Regions from separate parts of the Gossypium hirsutum genome. Here region 2 is linked to region 1. The links are chromatin contacts, called in public Hi-C maps. All regions are on one chromosome and are shown on one strand. Each heading gives the region's core, a stretch centred on a gene start, on an enhancer-like site or on the middle of the called end of the contact. The rest is flanking DNA. Distances are from core to core; before and after follow the strand shown. Region 1 holds the start of LOC121212239 (probable 1-acyl-sn-glycerol-3-phosphate acyltransferase 5). Region 2 holds the start of LOC107894185 (phosphoglycerate mutase-like protein 1).

Evidence for each region. A called contact is a pair of places that touch in the nucleus more often than the background predicts.
Region 2: a Hi-C map of leaf shows a contact between it and region 1, with 2.2 times the contacts expected there. The contact joins the promoter of LOC107894185 here to the promoter of LOC121212239 in region 1. A contact is called at or near these places in 8 of 34 Hi-C or Micro-C datasets (callus and leaf).

What each region holds. Positions count from the first base shown.
Region 1 is chrA13:6,397,824-6,404,300 of Gossypium_hirsutum_v2.1, forward strand. It overlaps LOC121212239 (probable 1-acyl-sn-glycerol-3-phosphate acyltransferase 5), which reads left to right and starts at 4,192. Exons shown (of 4, transcript XM_041084633.1): 1 at 4,192-4,329; 2 at 5,033-5,733; 3 at 6,001-6,131. The coding sequence starts at 5,171. LOC107894193 (4-hydroxy-3-methylbut-2-enyl diphosphate reductase, chloroplastic) reads left to right here. Exons shown (of 10, transcript XM_016819422.2): 3 at 1-44; 4 at 149-280; 5 at 371-445; 6 at 521-626; 7 at 719-813; 8 at 944-1,129; 9 at 1,218-1,304; 10 at 1,861-2,116. The coding sequence ends at 1,926.
Region 2 is chrA13:6,565,525-6,572,001 of Gossypium_hirsutum_v2.1, forward strand. It overlaps LOC107894185 (phosphoglycerate mutase-like protein 1), which reads left to right and starts at 2,770. Exons shown (of 12, transcript XR_005907407.1): 1 at 2,770-2,955; 2 at 4,016-4,077; 3 at 4,233-4,340; 4 at 4,484-4,563; 5 at 6,073-6,235.

The sequences.
Region 1 (6,477 bases), core at 2,942-5,441:
AAAATGTCCAAATTGTTGACACTACTTGTCCTTGGGTAACCAAGGTATCATCTTCCACAACTTGTTTTTTCCAATTCGTTAGATCTTTGTAGCTTTTTGACATTCAGAACAACGGGTTTTCGATACTGAAACCTTCTTTCATATGTAGGTATGGAACTCTGTAGAGAAGCATCAGAAAGGTGATTACACTTCCATCATTCACGGTAAATACTCTCACGAGGAGACAATCGCGACCGCATCTTTTGCTGCTACATACATTATTGTGAAGGATATGACTGAGGTATGTCCTAGAGTGGCTAGTATTCTTTTTTCCTTCTGATATCTTGTAATCAATAAGTTGTTGATTTGTATGATGTATGATTTGTGATAGGCAATGTATGTTTGTGATTACATTCTTGGAGGTGAACTTAATGGAGCTAGCTCCACCAAAGAGGCGTTTATGGAGGTATAGTCTTCATCTCGTTTCTTCTTTTCTTCATATGTCAAATATATGTTCGCATGATTGTTGGTTCTTTTGCAGAAATTTAAACTTGCTACCTCAGAGGGCTTCGATCCAGATCATGACCTGGTAAAACTTGGCATTGCAAATCAAACTACAATGCTGAAGGGAGAGACTGAGGAAATTGGTTAGTGGCACTTTATGCACTTGCTATACATCATCATTCTTCTTTGCCAAGTAATTACTGCTTCATACACACGTTACATTTCGGTTTAACAGGGAAATTAGTTGAGAGGACAATGATGCAGAAATATGGAGTCGAAAACATCAATTATCACTTCTTAAGCTTTAACACAATTTGTGATGCAACGCAAGTAAGTTGAATATTTGCGACCGATGCAATGATGTGCAGTCCTTGTTGTTTTCATCCCCTTAACTGATTGGATATTGAAATCATTGTTGTGTTGGTCATTGAATTTAAGCCATTTTATCATCATTTTTCAGGAGCGACAAGATGCTATGTATAAGTTAGTGGAGGAAGATTTGGATCTTATGTTAGTAGTCGGCGGGTGGAACTCGAGCAACACTTCACACCTTCAAGAAATTCCCGAGGATAGCGGGATCCCCTCATATTGGATCGACAGTGAACGGAGAATTGGTCCGGGAAACAGGATAGCTCACAAATTGAAAGTAAGCATGAACTGCCTAGAGAAAAAAAAGGGGGTATTCTAGTTGCAGTTCTTAATATTCTAATTTATGCAAAATTGTGTTGTACCAGCATGGGGAGCTTGTTGAAACGGAAAACTGGCTACCGGAGGGCCACATTACAATTGGTGTCACTTCTGGTGCCTCCACACCAGATAAGGTAATTCTAGTGTTATATGTGTATATACACACACGTACACACAAGGGCTAAGGTAAGAAAAAGTTTTAGGGCCTAAATTGAATAATAAATTTTGGGGGGCAAAGTGTAATTTCATGATTATGTTAATTTATAATTTTCGAAAAAAGACTTAAAAGTAATTTTGACATTTAAGGGCGCCAAGGCCAATGTCTACTTTCTAGATTCACTATGCACAACTATATACACATTCACCATGTGTGTGGAAAAAGAAATATTAAAAATTTATGTAACAAGTAATTGAAGTTTTAGTTGAAACGGTAAAGTTGAAGATCTAAATATCATAATCTTTTAAGTTAAAGTTTTACTATATGTATATTTATGTTTATATGATTTATATAAAAATATAAAAAGATAACACACTCTGTAATAATATAATTTATTTTGTATATAAAAAAAGATATTTTAATTATTTTTTAACTAAGTTGATGTTTAGTTGACTTGTAATATGAATGTAAGTATAATATATATATATATAAACACAAATAATACTATTGTTTTGTGAAATTGGATTAATCAGGCTGTGGAAGATGCCCTCGTCAAGGTGTTTGACATAAAACGGGAGGAGGCCTTGCAAGTAGCATAAAAGTATGTATGTATATATGTATGTAGGTTTACACAGGTGGGTCAGCCATTGGTGCTCGTTCGGTACTGATAGTATAATGTTGTCAGTGTATAGTTGAAGTGAAGGACTCTTTAATCTTTAGGATCTGCGCGTACTTGAAATCAGATAATGTTGAGTAATTATGTATCATGAAATGGTTTTTCTTTTTGCCTTTTCTTTCTTTTGGCATAAGATTCACCACTAAATGTGACTCTCGGACCCAGTTACCGTATTCGAATATAAGACATTATATTATGATACTAAAGCAACTCTGACTAATTTGATGTAGTATCACAAAGTTCAACGTGTAAATATCATGTAATTCAAATTAATCGTCATTCACAATCATTCAAGTATATTATTTAACAAGTCTATGATTTGTTCAAGGTCAAAAATGGAGTTAGAACTTAAATTTCATATTTTATTAGTGTCTCGAGACAAGACATTCATGTGTCAAAACCTATTGATTTTTATTGTTGTTCCGATGTTGGAATGTCTCGAAACTAATGTACCTTGACTAAATCAGAAATTGAGCTGGATAGGATCTTATTCAAAAGGCAAAACTTTTCTAATATTGTTTTCACTATTTTCAAAACTCAAATTTGAAACCTCTTTTTTGTCGAAATCAAGGTGTTTATTGTTTATAGTAACTAATTATCCCTTCGTTGTGAGTGTTCTAAAAGAGGTAAACGACTAACCATGAAACGTGCTCTATTCTAATGGGCGAGGATCGAATGTCTAACCTCATGGTTAAGGGATAAGATAAACAACAATCAACCTCATGATTAAGGGATAAGATAAACAACCATCACACCACATGATTCAAATTCGTAACCTTACTTTAATTCAATTTCGAAACCTTGCTCAATAAACATTAAGCGCTTTATCATATGATACAACAAATATTGAAGAAATGTTTGATATTTATAGATGGTTTTATAAGTTTTTAGTACTCATCAAATTTCAACCAACCGTAAAAAGAATTACAATTGATAATATTCGAATGTTATATTTGATCAATTTTACTTTTTATTTTTAAATAAATTAGTTAAACTAAGTTTGGGATTCATCAGCCATCCTCTATAGAGAATTAGAGATCGAAAATGGTTCAGTTTTTGAATTTTGTGAAAGCCATGTTTAACTGCCAAGCTGTCTACATAAGAAACCTTATAGTTCTTATTCAGGTACAAGAAAAAACACAAGGACTTTACATAAAAAAAATAGAAAATTCAGGGGCTCATTTTGAATTTAGCCAAAAAAATCAACAACCAAGCGTTGCTTGCTTGATATTTCGAGTTATGCGGTCAATTTAGTTAAAAATTAAGAAATCTTGAAATAAAAATGAAGAATGAAGATATTCAATTCTTTTCATTTTTATTCATTCTTTTCATTTTTAAATATAAATATTAAAAATAAAAATCTAGAAAAATGTTTTTACTCTTTTATGTATTTCTTTTTAACACATATTGTTTACCGAATTACTCTTCTATTACCAAATAATTACGCCTCTATTCGTATATATATTTAAAAATAAATAATATTTTCTAAAATACAATTTGAATAATAAATTGGTATAATTGTCGTTTTAGTTCATATCAATGTTGAAAATGAACAACTTAGTATCTCTAAAAAAAATTAAAAATAAATTTTAAAATTCAAAATATTTATAAAAATTTCAAAATTTATATTTAAAAAAAGAATTTTTTTTAAAAAAATTCTAAAAAATATATAAATAAAATTAAAAATTTTAAAATTTTCTAAAATAATAATTTTAGGATCTAAATAAGTTAATTAATGATTCAAGTTTGTCATACTAAAGTATCTTATTTTTCTTTAAATTTTTTTCAAATATATATGGTTTTAAATTTACGTGATGTAACATGAAAATAGTTATATTGTAACAAGATTTTAATTTGACATGTTTAATTTTTTTAATTTAACTCTAATAATTTTACCTAATTTGATTCGTTTATAGTTTTATTTTACTAGATTCAATTCGAAATAATTTCAAATCTAATTAAAATGTTAAAATAAAACTCGTGAACCCTATTAATTCGAAAATTTTTTCAGGTATAACTGCTATCAGAGATAAGTCAGGTATCAAGTTAGATGCATATATTTATCATCATTTATTATGTATTTAATATTTTATTTAAAATTATTAATTTTTAAATTGAAATTTTGGTTCTATTTTTAAAAAGCCATAAATAGTGGCAGGATCTGTAATTTAGACTCAATTCTGTGTCCATTTCATTAAACCCTCCACCTCCTAAGCTCAACTCTTCATAAATAGACCAAAATCCCAAGTTCTCCGATTTTTCCGGCAGATTCTTTTTTTTTTTCTTTTTATTTACCGTTAAAAACCTGAACCCTAACTATTTAAAGGTAAACACTCACTTTCCCCATTTTTTTATAAAAATTTTCAGATAATTTTAATCTTCTTTTAAGTGTATATATATGTATAAGTGTGTGTGTATATGGTTGATGCTGATAAAATGCCGCCATGGAATTTGCTTTATTTTCCTTTTAAGATTCCCGTTCTTAAAATTTTCCGAGCAACCAAACAGGATCTTTAAGGATATTTGCTTTATTTGCGTGGATTTTGAGCAACATCTTATCCAGCATTCAGATCCGTTTCTTTATTTGCAAGATTTGTAACTAATTATTCTACTTATTATTTATTCAGTGATTAGGTAGACGACGAGCTTTTGTCTTTTTTGTATCTGTTTATTTATTTATTTATTTGAACATGCTTTGGAGAGTTTATTTAACTGAATCTTAGTTAGCATTATCTGAATGTAGAATTTTTTTTTATTTTATAAAAAAGGAATGCTTCGATGGTATCTTCTTGACTTTAAGAGTGAAGTAATAATGGCTTGCTATTTTTGTTAAGAAATTAGAGGTTTATGCTTAGGAAGCAAGCATGCTTTTCGAGGAAGATCATTTGATACTAAGTTGCCCTTTGGTCTTCATCCTTTTAAATGCTGGTTGAACTTAAGTATTTGATTAATCTTTGCTCTCCGTATGTTGTAGCTCGCTTTTCAGTGCTTTTGAATTATTGCACTAAACTTAACTTTGTTTTCTGCAGTGTCTTGATTTTCAGTGTTTTCTGCATGTTCGCTTGGGGCTAGACGTCCTGTCGGTTAGTTTCTAAGTAGATAAGTTCATATTATAGAGTCTGTGCAGTTTATTTTGTTTGAAAGGTACGGATTGGGAGTTGTAAGGTATGGAAGTTCCAAGTGCGAAACATGAAACAAGGCATCGTAGGTTGACCCCGCTTAGGGTGTTAAGGGGTCTGATATGTTTGCTAGTGTTGCTTTTAACAGCTTTTATGATGATAGTGTATTGTGGCTTTTTTAGTACTGTTGTATTGAGGCTTTTCAGCGTACATTACAGCCGAAAAGTAACAGCTTTCTTCTTTAGTTCTTGGTTAGCATTATGGCCTTTTCTATTTGAGAAAATAAACAAAACCAAGGTCATTTTTTCTGGAGATGATGTTCCTGCAAGGGAACGAGTTTTACTTATTTGCAACCACAGAACTGAGGTTGACTGGATGTACCTGTGGGATCTTGCATTGCGGAAAGATTCCCTGGGATACATAAAGTACATCCTTAAGAGCAGCTTAATGAAATTACCTGTATTTGGTTGGTCATTCCAAATTTTGGAGTTCATCCCTGTGGAAAGGAAGTGGGAGGTTGATGAGGCAAAAATGCGCCAGATGCTTTCAAAATTCAAAGATCCTCGAGATCCCCTTTGGCTTGTTCTCTTTCCAGAAGGAACAGATTTCACGTATGTTCCTTTTATTTTATTTTATTTTATTTTGGAATCATCGCAATTTATGCGAACATCACGACACTGGAAATTTATCACTAGTTTGCCTTGAGTTCTTTGCTGATGCACTTGCAGTGCACTATTGTCTTTTTATTTTATTTTATTTTGGAATCATCGCAATTTATGCGAACATCACGACACTGGAAATTTATCACTAGTTTGCCTTGAGTTCTTTGCTATTGCACTTGCAGTGCACTAAGCCTTTAATTATTCTTTTCCTTGCAGTGAGCAGAAGTGCTTAAGAAATAAAAAATATGCAGCTGAAAATGGCTTGCCTATCCTAAAGAATTTGCTGCTTCCAAAATCAAAGGGTTTTAATGCCTGCTTGGAAGATTTGAGGAGCACTTTGGATGCAGGTTTTTTTTCTTCTATATGCTCTTCTGTTGTTTTAAGCAATTGGTTGTCTGTGGAGGCTCTTCTAGCGCATTGATAGGTAGTTGTAGAGCAATAGGTTTTCTCATCATGAGATGGAGTCAATAGCATAAGAGACCGGTTTCTCATGTAACTACAACTTTACAAAGATGATCGGTTTCTTTTTCCCCCTTTCCTTCCTAGCACACTACCTAAACTAAGGTCACTAGCTGCTAGAACTTAGCCAAATGTGGCACAGGTTGGAGAAGAGTGATAACCTTTCACAATGTAGAAAGATTTGAACTTTCCCTATTTACGATAACCCTTGGTTTCTTGTCTGGTCTAGAGCTG
Region 2 (6,477 bases), core at 1,520-4,019, 170 kb after region 1:
CCATTTCTAAAGCATATTTAAGGACTCGTAAATCCTTATAAGGGACAATATGGTTGTGTTAAATGGCATTTAATTATGAATGCATAAATGTATGAGTTTTGTATGTTAAGTGATGTGTATTGATAGGTAATACCTCGTAATCCTGCTCCGGCGACGGATACGAGTTAGGGGTGTTACACTGCCACTAAGGAGGAAAAGGTATAACCTTTACAAGACTAGTTTTTTTTTCTTTTCTTAAAGTTTATATAGAACCTTTCCCATTTCTCATTGGCTAAATTAAACCCTTTTTAGCTTTTATGACTTAACTAAAACTCTCACAATTTATAAATAGCAAAATGGAAAACGAATAACAACAACCTCTAGGAAGGTGGAAGTTTACCACTTTGAATTCTAAATGCAAGGATATGTGAATGATAAAAAATTTGACATTAATCTCTTCAAAAAATATTTACTGGAGAAATGAAAAAAAATGAAGATTTGAAGATTTTTCTTTTGATCTTTAAATTTGGATATTGTTCTCGTATATTTGGAAGTATTCTTGAAGAGTATTTATACTAAAAAATAAGTTTACGAACATTTATGCTTGTTAAGGGTGAAATAAAGCTATTGGAAGCGTTAATTTCGGGTTAAAAAATGTCATTACAACTTATGTCTCAAGGCTTATGTTTAGAAACACTAAAAACAATCGAATCAACTCTAGGTATTTTCTTTCCATCCGCCAATTCAATCGAGCTTTCTTCCATATCTAACCTCATATCATCAATAATTACTTCCTTGTCTACCATCGAAGATGTCAGCCCATCTTGCCTAAAACTGAATTTTTATGCTAAATTTATTCTTAGATTAATGCCAAATTCCTTGATGAAATTTGCATTTTGAAAATTACCCTAATAATTCTCCTTTCCTTTGTCATCCTCCCTAAAATTAGGGAGGTCTGAATCACCCTCATCTCTCAACCAAATATAGGAAACTTGACTAGTCCTCATTGGTGCAACTTTGATTGAAATGTCTCATTTCATCACTAAATCTTTCTGAAAAATCCATATCAGATAAAATTCTCACCATGACCAAGTCTTTCATTAAGAAAACAAAACAATGATAACCACTCATGCTAGAATCGAACGTAAATTTAACCCTTATAAGGAAGGACTATTTGCTTCTTTCATTTCAATAGAGAGTGAACATCCACCTTAACCCGAATCCTCGTACAACTTCTATAGCCTCATGTTACCGACTTAGCATCATAATCAATATAAAAGTTAATGAAATTATCAAATTGCTTAGCCATAGTTACAAACATAAGGCCATTTAGAAGATTATGAATTTGAACTTAGAAATCAATAAAAAGATAAAAGAACTTATGAAGGATCCTCACCATTAGACAACATATGACACACAAGAAGATGATTGTTAATTCTCCTTTCCCTTGTCATCCTCCCTAAAATTAGGGAAGTTTGAATCACCATCATCTCTCAACCAAATACAGGAAACTCGACTAGCCTTCATTGATGCAATTTCGATTGAAAGGTCTCATTCCATCACCAAATCTTTCTTTCCTTGAAAAATTCGAATCAGATAAAAATTCTCACTATGACCAAGTCTTTCACTAAAAAAACAAAATAATGATAATCTCTCATATTAGAATCGAACGAAAATTTGACCCTTATAATGACTATTTGCTTCTTTTGTTTCAATAAAAAGTGAACATCTACCTTTACTCAAATCCTTGTACAACTTCTATACCCTCATGTTATCGACTTTGCATCATAATCAATATAAGAGCCAATGAAATAATCAAATTGTTTAACCATCGTTCCAAACATAAGGCCATTTGGAATATCATGAATTTGGACTTAAAAATCAACAAAAAGAGATATCCTCACTATTAGACAACCTATGACACCCAAGAAGGTGATTGTCAAATGTCCAAGAGTCACCATCCGCCACTTTATCAACATCCACCTCATAGAAAAATCAAAATTGAAATATTTTCTCACCAATGTTAGTAATCGCCATACCCCCATGGGATACCATAGATTCACCATAGTGTTGCCTATGGATTGAAAATATATAAAACTTATAGTTAAGAAATTACCTACTAGACAAAACTCAGTGTTTGAAACCACTTCATTTCCCTCCAACGTGATCTGCCATGCTTCCTCCAATGGATAACCATGTTATCTTGTTCTCCGTTATACAACTAAATGAAAACCTGTAGAAATATATGAGATAATGGAAGAAAATCCAAAAAAAAAATTACAAGAAGAAGAAAAAACAAAGAAAATATAGGCTATAAAAACAAACGGAAAACGTGCTATAAAAGTAGACAGAATAAAAAAAACAAATTCTTTTTTATATTGTAATAAGTTTAAAAAAATATTTCATTTATAATTATATTATTTGTGTTTTTTAATTATAAATAATGATTTTTTTCTAAAATAGATTTATGTAATTATTTTATTTAAAATAATGTGTCAATAATATATTTCTAACATTTTTATTATTTTTTAGCCAGTTATTAATAAAGTCATTATTTGATATAAATGTAATTATAGTAGTTTTCAATTATTTCTTACGTTTATAAAGGTTTAACAATTTAAAATTTTATTAAAAATAATTTTAATTTTATACTAATATATTCTATAATAATTTTCATTTTTATTCTCACTAAGTATTATAGTATTAAATCTCACCCAATATAATAATTAATCTCATTTTTAATCTTAGGTACATATTATTTTATTCTTAAATTAAAATGGTGTATAGGAAGCAGTACAAGACAGCATCACAGCACCATGTCTATCGGAGTAAACTGCAGTCATTGTTTTCCACGTCATCGACCCAATTCTCCAACTCTTGTGTCTTCTTCATCATCCCTTTCCTCTATTATTGTTTGCAGTAAGGTCCCAGTCGGAGTCAGTCAACATCTTCAATTTCTCTCGCAACACCCATCTGGTTACTTCTTAGATCCCTCAAGACCTATCAACTTCCCACCTTTTTGATGTTTTCTAGCTTGGTCCATACCTTTTTTTTTCCTTTTTCAGTTTTTTATTTATTTAGATTAGCATCCAAAAGTCTTAAATTTTATGGGTTTTGTTTTGGGTTTTATGTTACTATGTTTCTTGTTTGATTCAGTATGTTTTTCTTTTTTTAAATTTGTTCTATGGGTTTTGCCTGAAGGTGCAGATTTGGTGACTTTTTGAAGAAAAAAAAAGTGGGTTTGTTGGAAATCTGTGGTTTTTCTCTGAAAGACACCAGCTTGAATTACTTTTAGTGCTTTTTAGCTTCTGGGTTAGTTGATTCTGGGGCAAATTCCTTTGCCTTTTGAATTCTCTAGTTGTCACTGAACTTATTACAAGATGGGATCTCTAGTTTTTTCAAGTATTTTGGATCTCTTTTTATGATATTCATGAATTAAGCAAACCTTAGAAATTGGAGGTTTTTTGACAAAATATAATTATAAATACATATTAAGGTGTCAATACGACACCTAAAAGCTAGATTTGACTTGGTGTTTTCAAACTTGGTTATTGTAAAATGTTAATTACAGATTCAGTTGAGCTCCCCCAATATAATGGTATCAGTAGTCGCCATGTTAGTTCCTGTTTCCATGGTGCATTACATAGGTTTCTGCCATACACCATACATCGTTGTTGAGCTAGTTCTGCTTTTAAACTTGCATTTCATTTTTGCTATTTGTAACTGAATGTATTGATCTGTTGACATAATTATACTTTGCTTATATGCAGTTTTGGAATCCTTGTTGATTCCTGTTGTCTTTGATTACGTTGGTTACTGCTTACGCCATGCATCATTCTTGAGTTAGCTTTGCTTTTGAACTTGCATGTATTTTTGCTGTTGTACACGAATATTTTGATCTGATGAAGTAATTATACTATTGACCGTATGCAGTTCTGAAATCCTTGTTCTAATTGAACTTCTTTAAGGTATTTAATTTCCTTAGACAATCTTTTTCCGTCATACATTCGATTTATAGCTTACATATTGGTTGCAGATATGGATACCAGTGCTGGCCCGAGCTTGTTCCCTTTGCACCGCTGCAAAACTCTTCACTTGGTTGGTATTGAATTTATTTTTCCTTTTAATGCAGTACATCCACTGCAGATTTGAAGCTGCTATATATTTGGTTTGAAGGATATTCAAGATTGCCTTCTTTCTTGGCTTTTGCTCGCAAAACAAGGCAATGTGGTCTTATAAAACAATACATCCAGGTGAGGCATGCTCAGGGGATCCACAATGTAGATGGAGATAAGAACTATAAAGCATACATGTCTCCAGAATATTTTGATGCACACATTACCCCTCTTGGCTGGCAACAGGTGAGTAGCAGTCATTGTGTTGTAATATATGTCCCTGGGCGCATTTTGAATCTATTTTCATTCAAGTCATGTTCTTATTTGCAATCCAAAGCATACTTATGAGAGGAATATTATATGAAGCCTTATTTTTGGTAATTCTGCAGGTGGATAATTTGCGTAAGCATGTCCATGAATGTGGCCTTGCTAAGAGGATTGATTTGGTGATTACATCCCCTTTGCTAAGGTAATGGTGCCAGGATTTTGTACTCCTTTTAAGAATCTTTCCTTGATATATGTCTTCTTATGCCATCGTATGCATGGAGTTCGGACCTATATGTATCGTGCAGGTTTCTAATTTGCTGAATTCTTCAATCTATGTTAGCTAAAGAGTGGGAAGCTTAGGGATCTAATAACCGCATTCTCCCCTTTGGAGAATTAAATCATGTTGCCTATGAAATTTTAACTTTCTGGATCAATCCATTTATGATTGATAATTCATGCTCAATAGGTTTGTGGAACATTTCCTTACTAGAATATTGCTTTAAGGGAACTTTTGTTAATTGAAGCAGAATGTGACAGGAGTAATGCTAATGGAACCACTGAGTTTCATATTAAGTTTTAGATAGCGTTTGGTATGATGGAAAGTAGTCACTTCCCTGGAAATTTAATCTGTTGGAAACACTTTCCAATGTTTGGTATGTCAAATTTTATTTGCTTTCCTTAAAATCTAACTTTTCCTTCAGAGTCACTTTCCCATAAACATGGCAATGTGATTTTCCATATAAAATGTGAGAGAGTTACTTTCCCACGTAGATTGGAAAGTAAAAAAGATATTAAGAGAAAATTAACCCTATTTTATATTGGTTTAGGGTATTAGTCTATTAATAAATGTAAAAAAGAAAAAAGAAAGAGAAGTTTTTGTCTTCTTCCTTTGTCCTACTACTTGATTTTCTCTATTACTTCAACGGATTCTTCGCAAGTGTTATATATAAATATTTTTTTTTAATTTATTCCGAAACAAGTTGTATATATACATGATTTTATATGTGCATTATTATATTTAGAAAATATATGTAGGACAAATTTGAAACAATGTACATTATAAACTAAAAAAATTAAAAATATCAATTAAAAAATTTTATTAAATATTTAATCCAAATATTTGTTAAGTATAAAGTTTATTATAAAAATTAAATACATGAATATTATATTTTATTTAATAAGGCTAAATCCGTAAATTAACATTACATTTTAGGAAAGTACTTATTAAACCAAACGGAACAATATAACTTTCTTGGATTTTAATCAATACCTTTCAATGTATATCAAACATTGCAAAGTAACTTTTCCGACAATCACATTCCATTGGAATCATAATATGGGAAAGCATCAAAAGCTACCTTAGCGTTAATCTGTGTAAGCGTTGACACAAATTTTGATTCCAAATTCAATAGTAAACCTTTTCAACAAAGCTGGGATTATCACTATTAGTTCTTATGACTTGTTTATTTATTTATTCCAAGTCATTTGATCTTCAACAAAGCTGTTTTCTTATGGTTTGTAAAAGATGTTAGTCTGCTTTGAATAGGTAAAAGCTTAGTTTAGTAAAGCTCCATATTAATTTGGTGAAGATATTTTATTGTGTAGAATCATAATTTAACATTGATGTTCTTTGAAGTTAAATTTGGTTTATAAAAAACATGATTAAATCATCAGACATGTATTAATTGACAATGGTTGCTTTATGTTCTAGGACATTGCAAACAGCTGTTGGGGTATTTGGTGGTGATGGTTATACAGATAGGATGGATGTAGTGCCACTTATGGTGGCAAATGCAGGAAATAGTGGTCGTGCTGCAATTTCAAGTCTAAACTGCCCACCGATCGTTGCAGTAGAACTTTGCCGAGAACATTTGGTTAGTCTCATGTCACTTTTTTGCTGTAAAGGTTCCCTCTCAATGTATTGTTCACGGACAACCTTGAGATTGCTTGAATAATAGTAGTTAACCAGGAGGACCTATGCTAATCAGCTGCTTCGTTTTTCTTATTGTTCTATGACTGACACGTGTTTGACATATTTGGATATGGATATGGAGGGTGTGAATCATATGATCCACCTAATATATGGAAAAGCATAGGAGAAATAAATTAGATACCC